Linked DNA regions of Mus musculus: all the other regions are linked to region 1. A link is a contact called in public Hi-C, HiChIP or PLAC-seq and Micro-C data. All regions are on one chromosome and are shown on one strand. Each heading gives the region's core, a stretch centred on a gene start, on an enhancer-like site or on the middle of the called end of the contact. The rest is flanking DNA. Distances are from core to core; before and after follow the strand shown. Region 1 has its middle 260 kb from the start of Gm40302. Region 2 has its middle 100 kb from the start of Gm29924. Region 3 holds the start of Ppargc1a (peroxisome proliferative activated receptor, gamma, coactivator 1 alpha). Region 4 has its middle 38 kb from the start of Ppargc1a.

Evidence for each region. Hi-C and Micro-C count contacts between places; a contact is called where the count stands out from the background. HiChIP or PLAC-seq counts read pairs in DNA pulled down with a chosen protein or histone mark.
Region 2: a contact with region 1 is called in a Hi-C map of liver, with 2.5 times the contacts expected there. The contact joins two enhancer-like sites. A contact is called at or near these places in 2 of 484 Hi-C or Micro-C datasets (both in liver).
Region 3: a contact with region 1 is called in an H3K27ac HiChIP or PLAC-seq map of hepatocytes, with 6 times the contacts expected there. The contact joins the promoter of Ppargc1a here to the enhancer-like site in region 1. A contact is called at or near these places in 3 of 484 Hi-C or Micro-C datasets (brown adipocytes, liver and myocytes) and 3 of 115 datasets of contacts at active chromatin or transcription factors (cardiomyocytes, hepatocytes and neural progenitor cells).
Region 4: a contact with region 1 is called in a Micro-C map of brown adipocytes, with 2.9 times the contacts expected there. The contact joins two enhancer-like sites. A contact is called at or near these places in 4 of 484 Hi-C or Micro-C datasets (the C2C12 cell line, the G1E-ER4 cell line, brown adipocytes and 1 more).

What each region holds. Positions count from the first base shown.
Region 1 is chr5:51,866,966-51,869,958 of GRCm38.p6, reverse strand. It overlaps a transcript of Ppargc1a not described here. Among named protein-coding and RNA genes, the nearest start is that of Gm40302, 260 kb to the left of the region's middle. Within about 2 kb of position 1,533, at least 25 of the 459 cell types and tissues checked have an H3K27ac peak or open chromatin away from gene starts, as enhancers often do. A contact at or near this core is called in brown adipocytes, hepatocytes and liver, where this site is marked.
Region 2 is chr5:51,390,089-51,393,081 of GRCm38.p6, reverse strand. No RefSeq gene overlaps it. Among named protein-coding and RNA genes, the nearest start is that of Gm29924, 100 kb to the right of the region's middle. Within about 2 kb of position 1,616, at least 23 of the 459 cell types and tissues checked have an H3K27ac peak or open chromatin away from gene starts, as enhancers often do. A contact at or near this core is called in liver, where this site is marked.
Region 3 is chr5:51,552,368-51,555,360 of GRCm38.p6, reverse strand. It overlaps Ppargc1a (peroxisome proliferative activated receptor, gamma, coactivator 1 alpha), which reads left to right and starts at 1,440. Exons shown (of 13, transcript NM_008904.2): 1 at 1,440-1,626. The coding sequence starts at 1,579.
Region 4 is chr5:51,590,091-51,593,083 of GRCm38.p6, reverse strand. It overlaps a transcript of Ppargc1a not described here. Among named protein-coding and RNA genes, the nearest start is that of Ppargc1a, 38 kb to the right of the region's middle. Within about 2 kb of position 1,378, at least 35 of the 459 cell types and tissues checked have an H3K27ac peak or open chromatin away from gene starts, as enhancers often do. A contact at or near this core is called in brown adipocytes and liver, where this site is marked.

The DNA.
Region 1 (2,993 bases), core at 284-2,783:
TTAAACACTCTCCAAAAGTAGTGTTGCCGTTTTAAAGCACTAAAATTGGATTCAACTTTAATCTGTTTACTCCAGATGCAGAGTAGTCTGGTCTGGCTAGCCTGGTGTCACTCCCTGAATCCCGGGGTGTGTCAGGGTCTACCTAGCCATTCTCCAAACAGTTCAACCATATATGAACAGCAGGGCATTTATATCAGCTCCACAGAACAAAATATGCCTAAGCCATAAAGGAAGGGGGTGGATATGAACTCCCTATGAGGGTTCATCTCCTGCTTCTTGAATCTTGGCAACACCTTCTCTAGCTGTGCTCAGGGGAGTGACAGTCAGCCTTCTTTCTATTTGCCTTCCGTAGGTAACGACTGCCTTTTAAGTTAGAGTCTCTGGTAGAGCAGAAGACTTAAGTGCTGGCTTTCTCTATAATTTAGAAAAGCATGGGATAGGGAGATGGCGAGTTTGGTAAAGTGCTTGCTACTTGATGCTACAAGTATAAAGACCCAAGCCTGGATCTCTAGTACCCATGAGAAAAAGTCTGGGTATAACAGCACGTACCTGTAATACCAAAGCTGAGGAGGCAAAGTCAGGAAGATCCCTTGGTCTTGTTAACCTGCTAATCTAACCAAGTTCAATGAGAGACTCTGTCTCCAAAGCCAATTTGGAGGAGCTAAGGCCGTAGCTCAGATGGTAGTGTGCTTGACCAGCACGCATGAAGATTTGGGTTTGATATCCAGCACCATATGCGTAGCTACAACTGCAGCATGGCAGAGGCAGAGGTTGGAGAATCATGAGTCCAAAGTCATCCTCAGAGGAAACAAATAATAAAGTGGAGATTAATCAAGAAAGGCACCTATTGTCGAGCTCTGGCTTCCACATGTACCTGCATACACATATGTGCGTATACATAGAAAATAAAACAGGTTTGGATACACAGCGTAAGGTCCCTGATTTCAGTGTTCTCCTCACCCAGAGCTAGTTACTTACTGCTATAGCTGTTAGCTTTAAAAAAAAGAATGAAAATTGAGTACCTACTGTGGGCCGTGCGCATGCCAGGCAAGCACTAGGGGTGCCAAGAAGAGGAGCCTGCAGGAGCCTGTAAAGAGAATAGCATCGTATGCTGACATAAGTAAGCAATTGCGGTTTAAAGAACCGAGGCGATCATATTCATTACTCCTTTAAAAAACTCAAGTGCCTTAAAACGGTGAGCTATTATTGTTATTAACTCTAGTAGGGAAAGTGTGGGGAGAAAGTCAGAAAATGCCAGTAAAATCTAGGTTGGGGGTTGAGCTTTCTGCATCGCCTAGGCTCCTACTGGGCAAGGCGCCAAGAGCCCGAGCCCCTCCAAGAGCGCGCGCCCTGGCTCCTGCTTGCTTTTGACCTTTCTGGAGAGTGCTTATATGAACACACTTCATTTTCAAAAGTTTAAAAATACACACTTGGAATTGTAGATGATCAAGCACGAATCCCAGGTCATACGTGGGTGGTAGGATTTGTGCTGATCTCGAAGTGCTCGGAGGCCATGTGCCCTGCGATTTGACGTCAGTCCAGCCGGGGAGGTAGTCAGCGTCTATGCCGGGCTGTGTGGTCAGTCGGTGAGGCAATGTGTTTTCAGAGCCTGTGAATCAATTCCCTCTAGGAAAAAAAAAAAAAACCCACACACCACGCTGATCAACCGGATTTACCACTGTTGAAATCCCTGATTTTGCAATATTTAAGCACTTTCTCAGCTGAGAAGGTAGAACAGGGTAAGCAGAAAATAAAAAGGCACACAGATTCATTTGAACCAAACCTTCTCTTTTTGAATGTCGACCTTTGCTTTTCCAAATTGGGCAAAGGAGTAATTATCAGAAATCCCTTGGTAAAAGGTTGTGTGGTGGCAGTTTGAGGAAACAGTTTTATATTTATAAATCCTCTGATTTTTTTTTTCTTTGCTAGTTACCAGCATCCTTCTGATTTAATTTTTCGTGCCTACACTGTGAAGTAGGGGGAACATTCACAACTACATTCTAGATGATGACACTTGGGTCTGACAATTTCTGACTTATCCAAAGCCCTTAAACCGAGGGCAAAGCCCAAGAGAGGAGAGGCTGAGGGGAACCAGAATTACTCGAGCAAAACCCCATTGGATTTAATTCTTTGCACAGTCCTATGGGGATCAGAGTTCCCATTCTCCCTATAGGATTGCTAAACAGAGGCCGTGCAATTATTAGAGTTGAAACTGGAGATCTAGCCTAGATCTCCTTGAACTCATATCTGTATTCCATACTCCATTAAGTTATGAAGGTAACTCATGAACGTTTGTTTCAGGCAACCTAGCACTGGGTTGTATGTAGGGCTCTGCAGGTTTGAAGGACACTCTAGGTAAACAGTGCAATCTTTGACCTTGTGTGGATGATGCTCAAGAATCAAGGGGTGAGTGTAGGAGATGTGAAAGGTTGGAGTTATATTGAAAAAAAAGACCTTGGTAGTGCCACACAGGAGTTTAGATAGCATCTGAGAGGCCATGGGGGAAGCCACGGGAATTCAGTCTAATGAGATGTGTGGTTGGAGGATGCTTTTCGTCTAGTCTGAAGATTTATGATATTCTCACACTACGTGTTATTCTGAATACACTAAAGCATTTTTTGTGCTGCTGATGCTGCCTGATGAACACTATAAAACATGAGAACTAAAAATGTAAAGATTCAGAAAGTCACATGCACGGAGCCCTGTGGACTTTCTGTATCCCACTTTGAAGCCTACAACTTAGGCTTGGCTGCTTTCCCGTTATGACTATTCATCTTTGATGTCATTGATTAGAATAAGAAATGCGCAAGGCATTAGTGAGGCACAGTTTTGGATGTGTCTGTGTGTCTGTCAGTGCTGTCCCAGTCAGGCTTAACTGAGGGAAGGTGACCTGACCTGAGTGTAGACAGCACCGTCTTGTGGGCTAGGATCTTGGATAGACTAAAAAGAGAAAAGAATAAAAATACTCAAAGACTAACATGGCATACCTGGTT
Region 2 (2,993 bases), core at 367-2,866, 480 kb after region 1:
TGACAGGGGCTTTTTGCAAGTAAACATTGTCTATTGATTGTTGGTTCTTTTCATCAATAGTCGTTTTTATAGTGATCAAGGGCAGAAGTGCCAATTCCGGGCCCATTACAGATGAATTTGGACTTGACTGAAATCTGGAGAGGAGGGCTAATGGGATATATTGCCGCCCTGTAGATAGGGCAAGTGCTTATGTGGTTTACTTAATTTGAAGGGACATTTCATAATTCTAGATAAATTGGAATTACAAGTCAGATAAAATTTACGAACAGATTATAGTGATCTTGCCCTCTAGAGGTCTAGGAAGAGTGGGTTTTGCCACATTGGTAATAATTGTTGATAGAGTTTTTTTTTCTTCTTCTTCTTCTTCAAGACAGAAAGCTACTATTTTAGGAATTGAGTCTTTCTTGGATTCAATGACAGAAATGATCAATTCTTCAGAAACCAAAATGGCTCATGATTAAAAAGAGTGGGGAATATTAGTGTTCAATGAAGCAGTGTGGAATTAAAATGCTTTAAGAAATATCTTATGAAGGCATAGTGGTTACGAAGGAAATGGCTGCATCCAAATTAGGCTTCTAATATCCAGTTTAGAAGGGGGAAATATTAAATGTGATATTTAACAATATTTTGTACTTGAAGAGCTGTGCTAAATACTACAAACCTTGTATCATATAATTCTTACAGCCATATAAATCATATCTACATTTTAACTCTGTGGATTATAAATATTAAATTATTTCCTTCAGGACATGTGGTTAGTACCCATCCCAGTTTCAACCAATGTAAGACTGGTCAAGGATTGTGTCCTTTTTCAGTTGTTACTTCGTGACTTTTAACCTCACTGTGTCAATATGAGTGTCAACCCCCTCACACTGTACCAGATTTTTTAAAATTTTACTTCTAGTTTATGTCTTTTGGTAATTTTTTAGACACAACTAGGACTACCTTTAGTATAATCTTTAGTATAAAGATTAATATTAACCAGATCTCACCAAAGAAGAAGCCTTGGGTCAATTAAGTGAGAACATTAGAGGGATTTGAAGAGTGTAACGAACAGCTAATTTCCTTGTGCCTCCTTCTGAATGCATGTGGGCATTGTGCATTGCTTTCTGCTCTGCTCAGGGAAGCTCAAACACTGAAGAGAGAGGTAAGAATTTCAAATAGGAGCTAACACATGGTCTTAGCTGTACAGAAACACAGTTCAGGAAATGACATAGCTGGGACTGTCAGTTTCCAAGGATTTTTTCACTTGCTTTATTATGATAACTGCAAAAAACCCACATTTACCTATTATATACAGAAGGCAGGGGTTCACAGAAAAATGAGGAGCCAAGTTTTGTGCCTCAAATGCTTTAATAATTTTCTCCCAGAAGGTTTAAAAGTTACTAGAACAGGATTGGGTCTTTGGACTTGCTCGTCCACGGCTTTGCTCTGGAGAGTGCTGGATGAGAGGGTGTCTTCTGCCAGAATCCACAGCTGGACGACCCATCTCAAGCCTTGCTCCTCCTACCATCTTCCCTGTAGCGATGAATCTGGACAGCTCTGCTCTGAGGCACAGCTTTCGGGACTTGGACTAGGGAGGAGTCAGTCTTTGTGGGAAACGGAAATGCCATGGTGCAGGTCCAAGGTCCACTGGGCATGAAGAGAGGCTGGAAAGATCAGCCGGAAAGAGTGTGTCATTATATCCTTGGTGTTTCCCTCTCGGACTTCAGCCCTTCTCTTCTGCCAGCTCTCTGTATGGCTGCCCAAATCAACAGGGAAGAGTAAAAAACAAAACAAAATACAAACTGATCAGTCCAGCAGCTGTTAAAAGTTTTCAGTGACATAATATCAGTCATCTTCTCTCCTTCCTTCAAATGGAGGGTGAAAGAGGGGTCCTGGGCTAGCCACTCCCACCTGTCCCTTTAGACCTCAAACTCATACTAGGGCCTTTCTCATCACAGTACTTTGGTTTCTGACAGGTTGCCACGTGCCTCTGATGACGGCAAATATCTCTCCATCCGGCCCTTTGCTTTTGGACTTCGGGGAGTACAGAGTGAGCTCTCAATAAGTATAGATTGTGTGGCTGCCCAATTTGACTTTTAAAAATGAGGTAGATCTTTGGGGGAGAGATTTGTTCAATTCACTGACAGCCAATAGTCCTTGAGACTGCTTTCTACCAAATTGAAAAATGACTCCGACATATGAATACAAATAAACTGATAATTCTAGTCCATTCATTTGTTTCTTCATTCAGTAAGAAGTAATTTGAGTGACTTCTATGCAGTCGACATGGCTCCAGGCCAAGAAAACACAGTGGCAGATTAATAGATACAGTCTCAGCCTTAAGAAGGTTCACAATCTCATAGAAGAATCATCTAAAGTAAGAGAACCAAGGATACATATATCATACTATTTTATATTAAATTACAAGAAAATATGACTAGAGTTATGATTTCAATGTAAAAAATAGTCCTCTTTTATACACATGTACTTAAATATTGCCTAAGATTTTTATTCTTTTGTATAACGTTTAATTGCATCTTCCTCTGCTTAGTGAGCATAGGGAGTGTACATAACACCATAAATAGCCAATATTTTTAGTACTTTTCGTGTTGGTTATTATAAAGTTGCTCAAGCTTTGTCTCACATTGTGCTAAGTACTGAACAGAAAAGAAGAATTAAAATTATTGGGCAGTCTTCTAAGCCAATTATTTCTCTATGATATTAATTTAATTCTCATTTGATCTTTATGAGATTATTGCTATTATTATATGTAAAATAGCCCAGCCAAATTCATATAACTATTAACTATCTACAGTCAAATATGATCCCAGATGGTTGCCTTTCATAGTGACCATTCAAAAAATACCGTACTCTATTACACATTAGAACATATCATAGTGTGCTACAAAATACAAAGGACAACAATTATTTTCAATGGTACATACATGTTTATATATGTAGTTATATGCATATAGGACCACACTATGCCATTCACTTGCTATCTATCG
Region 3 (2,993 bases), core at 191-2,690, 310 kb after region 1:
AACCTCAGTGGAATAGGAGTTTAAATGAATGGTGCTTTATAAATTATATTTAGATGCATAGGGACTTTTTTCTTCTTCTAAATTACTGTCAAGTAAAGGAAATGAGCTGGTTTTTGAGTCTGTGGGGTTTGAGGTATTGTGAAAATATGTTTTCAAAGGTCCCCTGTGCATTTCTCACTGGGCCTGGAAGGGTTAAGTCTGAGCACCCAAGTGTTATGGAAAGTGCTGAGAGTTGGTTATGTCCTCTGTCTGTAATGTCACAGGAAAAACAGTGGCACCTGCATTACCCCTCATTGACTCAGGAACGACAAAAAAGTATTAGTAAGCAAAGCTCAAGAAATGAGTATCTCTGCTGATACCATTTCAGTGTTTTTCCTTCATTCCCTGGACATTCTTGATTTCAAAAACAAACTGTACAGCCCAAGGCACTAGGGTTGGAGTCCAATGTTTATTCAAAAAGGCACCCTGAAGCCATGAGGAAGACTGTGCTACATATGAGAAAAGAAATAAGGGGTGGGGGCAGGTGAGTAGCTAAGCTGTTTCAGGGATGGCAGCAGCAATTGTATTTTCTAGCATTTGTTTTCTGGGAGCCTATGAGATCCACGGAAAGAATCATGAGGGGGAACCCAAGAGTCTAGGGTGTTGTGGCTTGCTTGCTTTACAAGGAGCAAGGCAAACTGCAGTAACAGTTTAGGAGACTGCATTCTCTACTGCCAAGGAGACAGCTGATTTGGGGTAGAGAAATTTGTTTAGACCTAAACAAATGTGGCGGTTTTGTTGACTAAACATGGAAAGAAAGAAAGAAAGAAAGAAAGAAAGAAAGAAAGAAAGAAAGAAAGAAAGAAACAAAGAAAGAAAGAAAGAAAGGAAGGAAGGAAGGAAGAAAGGAAGAAAGGAAGGAAGGAAGGAAGGAAAGAAAGGAGAGAGAGAAAGAAAATCGGGGGTGTTGCCTTCAAACACTCCTCTAATAGGGAGGGAAAAAAAAGAATCTCATGAAAATGTATCACATGAGGAGCGCTTGCTTCAGTTCCAAGCTGAGTCTGGGGCTACTTGGAAACCATTTCTTAAAGCACACACATTTTAGGCAAGGGTGTAGTTACTGTGTCAGTAACAGGGGATCTTTGCTATTTGCCTGTTTTGGATGGAAAATAAATTTAAAAAAAAAAGATTGCAGGAGATTTGAGTTATTATGTGAGCAGGGCTCCGGTTTAGAGTTGGTGGCATTCAAAGCTGGCTTCAGTCACAGTGTGATGCTTGAAGCCTCCCAAAGGCCAAGTGTTTCCTTTTCTTTCTTCTATTTTTTTTTTCCTCTCTCTCTAAGCGTTACTTCACTGAGGCAGAGGGCTGCCTTGGAGTGACGTCAGGAGTTTGTGCAGCAAGCTTGCACAGGAGAAGGGAGGCTGGGTGAGTGACAGCCCAGCCTACTTTTTAATAGCTTTGTCATGTGACTGGGGACTGTAGTAAGACAGGTGCCTTCAGTTCACTCTCAGTAAGGGGCTGGTTGCCTGCATGAGTGTGTGCTGTGTGTCAGAGTGGATTGGAGTTGAAAAAGCTTGACTGGCGTCATTCGGGAGCTGGATGGCTTGGGACATGTGCAGCCAAGACTCTGTATGGAGTGACATAGAGGTGAGCTGGGGCTGAGTATTGCAGGACCGGAGCTTCTCTCAGATGCAATGATTCCTGGAGGGGGGGGGGGATGGGCTAGGGGAGAGGAGGGGACATAGAAAGTGGCTCAGCGGGAGCTTTTGGAGGGGGAAATCTCCATCTTATCTTAACTCCAATAAGTTTGCTATTTTAAGGTGGCTCGGAGATGCCTTGAGCAAATCAAAGCTTAGCTGCTGTCATCAGTATCTGTAGCAGTTAGAAACTCTTTCCATGTGCCTTTGGCTCTGTTTCTACTCATATGCAATATTTATGCTCTAAGATATTGATATGAATCAGGAGCTGAAGTCTTTCCAGTGTTCAGTGGCCTGCTTGGAAAAATGCCATTTCTATTTATAAGAAAATGAAGATAAACATTAAAATGAATTGTGTTAAAAAGAGAGTCCGTTTTGACTCTCGTCAGGATTTATCTTTTCCGCCCTCCTCTCTCTGTTCATTAAACAGAGAATTTACAAGACCCTAAATATTCCTGCTGGGTCTGAGTTAGGTTGCTTTTCCCACAGAACACAAAACGACAGTGCTGTTTCCTTTAAAACACTTGTGTGCGGCTGAAAGGGTTGGCTAGCGAGTTAAAAAAAAAAAAAAAAATCCCAGCCTTAAGAGACCAAAGCTTTCTGTTTGCTTCTGTGGCGAGAAACCGAACGGTTAAATCTCTCTACCACGGAGAGCTGCCTGAAGCCGGGAGAGAATGGAGTTTATGCAGACCGTGTGTGGAGCAGCTCACTGCTTGTGTAAAAATAGACCGCAATACATCAATTCCACAGTCTCTGCTGGCTACAATTCATACAGGGGAGGAAAAAACACAAGCAGTTTCCCCGTAATCTCTGGAGTCTAGCTGGGGCCAGAGGACTTCAGCGTGTTTGCATTCAGTACAATGGAATGTTCTCGGGGAAAGTTTGAGCAAGTTGGAAAACAAGTGAAACTTTTGTGGACTCTGGTGAGATGGACCCGAATTGAATTGCGCGGAGGATCGGAGCTGCTAACTAACAATGGTGCTTCCTCCCGGTAGCGGGGGCACGTAGGGTAAGGGGGAGGGTCAAGTGCCACACGTGATTTGATTAAATAAGATGTCCGTGTGGTGCAGTGATACACATCTAAAGTGAAAATGATTTGGCGAGGCCGCCTGCGAATGCATTTTTCCTATCTAGCCAGGCGTGCCCTGGGTCCTTAACTCTTTGCTGGGTCTGCAGATGTTGGCTCCGTTTGCTTTCCCTAGGCTTTGGCAGATCGGATTTGCAGGTTATAATTATTGTTATCTTGTGATTTCTTGGCAAGGCAGAATAGATATAGATAATTCATGTGTCCCTTGGCTATTGAAGTCAGAGTTCTAA
Region 4 (2,993 bases), core at 129-2,628, 280 kb after region 1:
TATGGCCCTAGGAACGTTGTTGCCTGTCTCCGGGCTTTTTTATTTTATTTGTTTATTTTTTTAGCCTAGAGGAGTGGTATCACCCCCCTCATAGGAAGGAGAATACACAGGGAAATTCCCATCAAATGATCTGACCTTGGTCCCTGTGGAGATACCCTGTGCTGTCTACTCTCCTGTACTTAGATTTCCTTCGAAATCTTTTGATCTATTGATCACTGCCTCGAGCTCTTATTTATATATTCTGTACAGCATTGTACTGCTTGAGATTTCCATTTGTTGATTGCATGAATAGATCACCTTCTTTTTCTTTCCTTACCTTCTGCCTATGCTATTATAACCGGTCGTTATTGTCTCTCTATTTCCAACACTGGGACTTTGGTCTCCGTGACTTCTTTTAAGACCTCTGACAGTTGTGTTTTGTTTTCCCCATTTTGTGCTAGGACATTGGAGCTCTGCAAGGTGAGGTCACATGCTAATGAGTGGTGCAGCCAGGCTTTGTAACTGGGTATATCTGACAACAAGGATCCTCATTCCTCCCCAGGATCCTCACACCTATCACTTGCTGGCACTTAGCACGCATCGCCTCTTTTTATCTTCTTAACAGCCTTGTAAATTAAGTATTATTTTTCTATTTTACTGCAGAGGATAAAGCTTAGAAAAAGACGTTAGGTAAGTACGCCAGAGGCACACAGCCAATAAATGTTCTCAAATCCAATGTCAGATGACAGCCCTCCACTTCCTTTCTGCTCTCTGCTTTGTGAATGAACCAGTGAGTAAGTTGAACGGGTCACCTTCCTACTCTCCTTCTACTAGTCTTTACTTCTTTGATTCTCTTTAAAAATATGTGAGTCTGCAAATAAAAAAATCTAAAACATGTTGTAGGTTTAAAAAAAAAAACCCCAAACACGTGGTGGTAGGGGGGTGGATACAGAAAAGTCAATATACCAAAGCAGTGTGGAGTAACCTTCCACCCAGAGTGGCTGCTTTCCTCCCTCACCAACCCCCTTTCCTGCCCTTGGCTTGTGTCCTCTTAGCCAAGAGTCACATTCTTTCCCTACCTCTTCCAGCACAAACTCCCTTTGGGGGTCCGAGTTTCCCTGCTGTGGCACTTGGCATAACGTGCTACACACACATTTGCAAAACTAATCAAGTGTGGAAGGGACACAGAGTCCCAGCACTCCAAAGGTGGCAGCCACCACAGCTGCAAGTCCCTCTTTGCTAGCGCCAGAGGTGTGGAAGTGCAGGTGACTCTCCAGAACTCAGCCTCAGTTGTCCTCCCCTGGGATGGTGGAGCAACAGAGGCCATAGCAACGGAAAATGCCACTGAATGCTCCACGCGGTGGCATGTGCTGGCTGCCTCTGGGAGCCTTACGTTCTAAGCCAAAGTTCAGCTGAAGGGCAGTAGCCGTGCCAGCGAGTCATGCGACTCTCATGTTGGTTAGTGTGTCACTTTGAACGTTCTTATGTGATATTATTATGACTAACCCAGTGCTGACAGCATGAGACAGATTACAGGGTCCATGTGACAATTACCAAAGACATCACTGACTGAACTGTACAGTTTACATTAACTCATTACTTCTCAGATTACGATCCCGTAGGAATTTGACCCCTTAAGAGCCTGGTTAGGGGAGAAAGGGGAGAAAAGCAGAAAAGTCCCTTGAATCCTGAAAAATTCCACAGGTTCCCCATTTGGGTGGGCTTTGGGACACAATTTATTTTGTTCAAAAGCTTGTGTGGTATATGTTTTTTTTTTTAACTTTTTTTTTTTCTAAATCAGTGGTGATAGTTGTTCATGTATCAAAATCTTTCTTTTCTTCTGCCTCGTACTGATAAAATGTTGTGCCTTTGTTGGGGTTAAGGTTGGTATTTATGATACTAGAGAACTGAATGGCAGTCCTAGCCAAAGAAATAGCCCTTCAGCCTTGTACCTAAATGTCATAGCTGAGAGGGCGTTACACCCCACCATATGATTGGCATCTTAGATGGTGCAAAAGAAACACAGGAATTGCTGTTATTTATTATTTATATTTTGCCCCCGAGTGCATCTGGGAAAGCACAATGATAGGCAGCCCTGCAAGGACTGTGCCATCAAAAATGGCATTCACAGTCACTCACGGGGCAGAGAAGGATTTTGCTGTGTTTGAAGCCAGGTGCAACAAAATAAATGGTCTTTGAGTCTGAATAGAAAAGAAACTTCAAATCTGGTTTGGAGCCATAAAAGTAAATAAAGCAGGGTGTCTGGATGAAAATTCTGATGTTATCCTTGGAAGCCGTGCAAGGTGCTAACATACAAATAAAGTATGCTAGAATGACAGACAGTGAGGCTGGTAAACTTGTGAAAGGTGTTCCATAGCCATAGTAGGAATGCTTCTTTGATGAGCTTAGGGCCTCTTTAACACTCTGCTATAAAGTGGAACAATACTAATATCTTCCTCATAGGGCTATTAAAAAGATTTAATGAGAAGAGCCTTGTAAAGACTTAGTCTAGGGCAAATGAATGCTCAGTAAAAGGTGTCAGGTGTTAGCCTCCTCATTATTCCAGTTATTGTTATTATCTCTAGGAAAATGATCCATAGAAGAAGGCAGCAAAATGTGAATCCTTGATTGAAATGTTGTCGTTTCTGGGAGGATTCAACCTTGGGACTGTCTCAGCCCTTTTCCATTGACATCAAAGCCATTCTAAGCATTGGCCCTTCCACACACTGATTTCCACACACAGGTATTTCCTGTCTACAAATAGCTGGTACTGAACCTGTTGTTGGCATCTAGCTATGTTCACATGCAGCCCCAGCAGGGCAGCATCACTTCCAGCAAGGACTGCATGGGAGTCTAGGATAGCTTTGAGTCAGCAGCTTTGAGAGTCATCCCTGTTGTCCCGGGAAACTCAGCTCTGGCTCCGAAATCGCACATGAAGTTCTATCACAAAGACTTGTGGTTAACTCAGCCTGCATCCTTAGATGTTGGGTTAACACTCGTGCACTATGATGTGA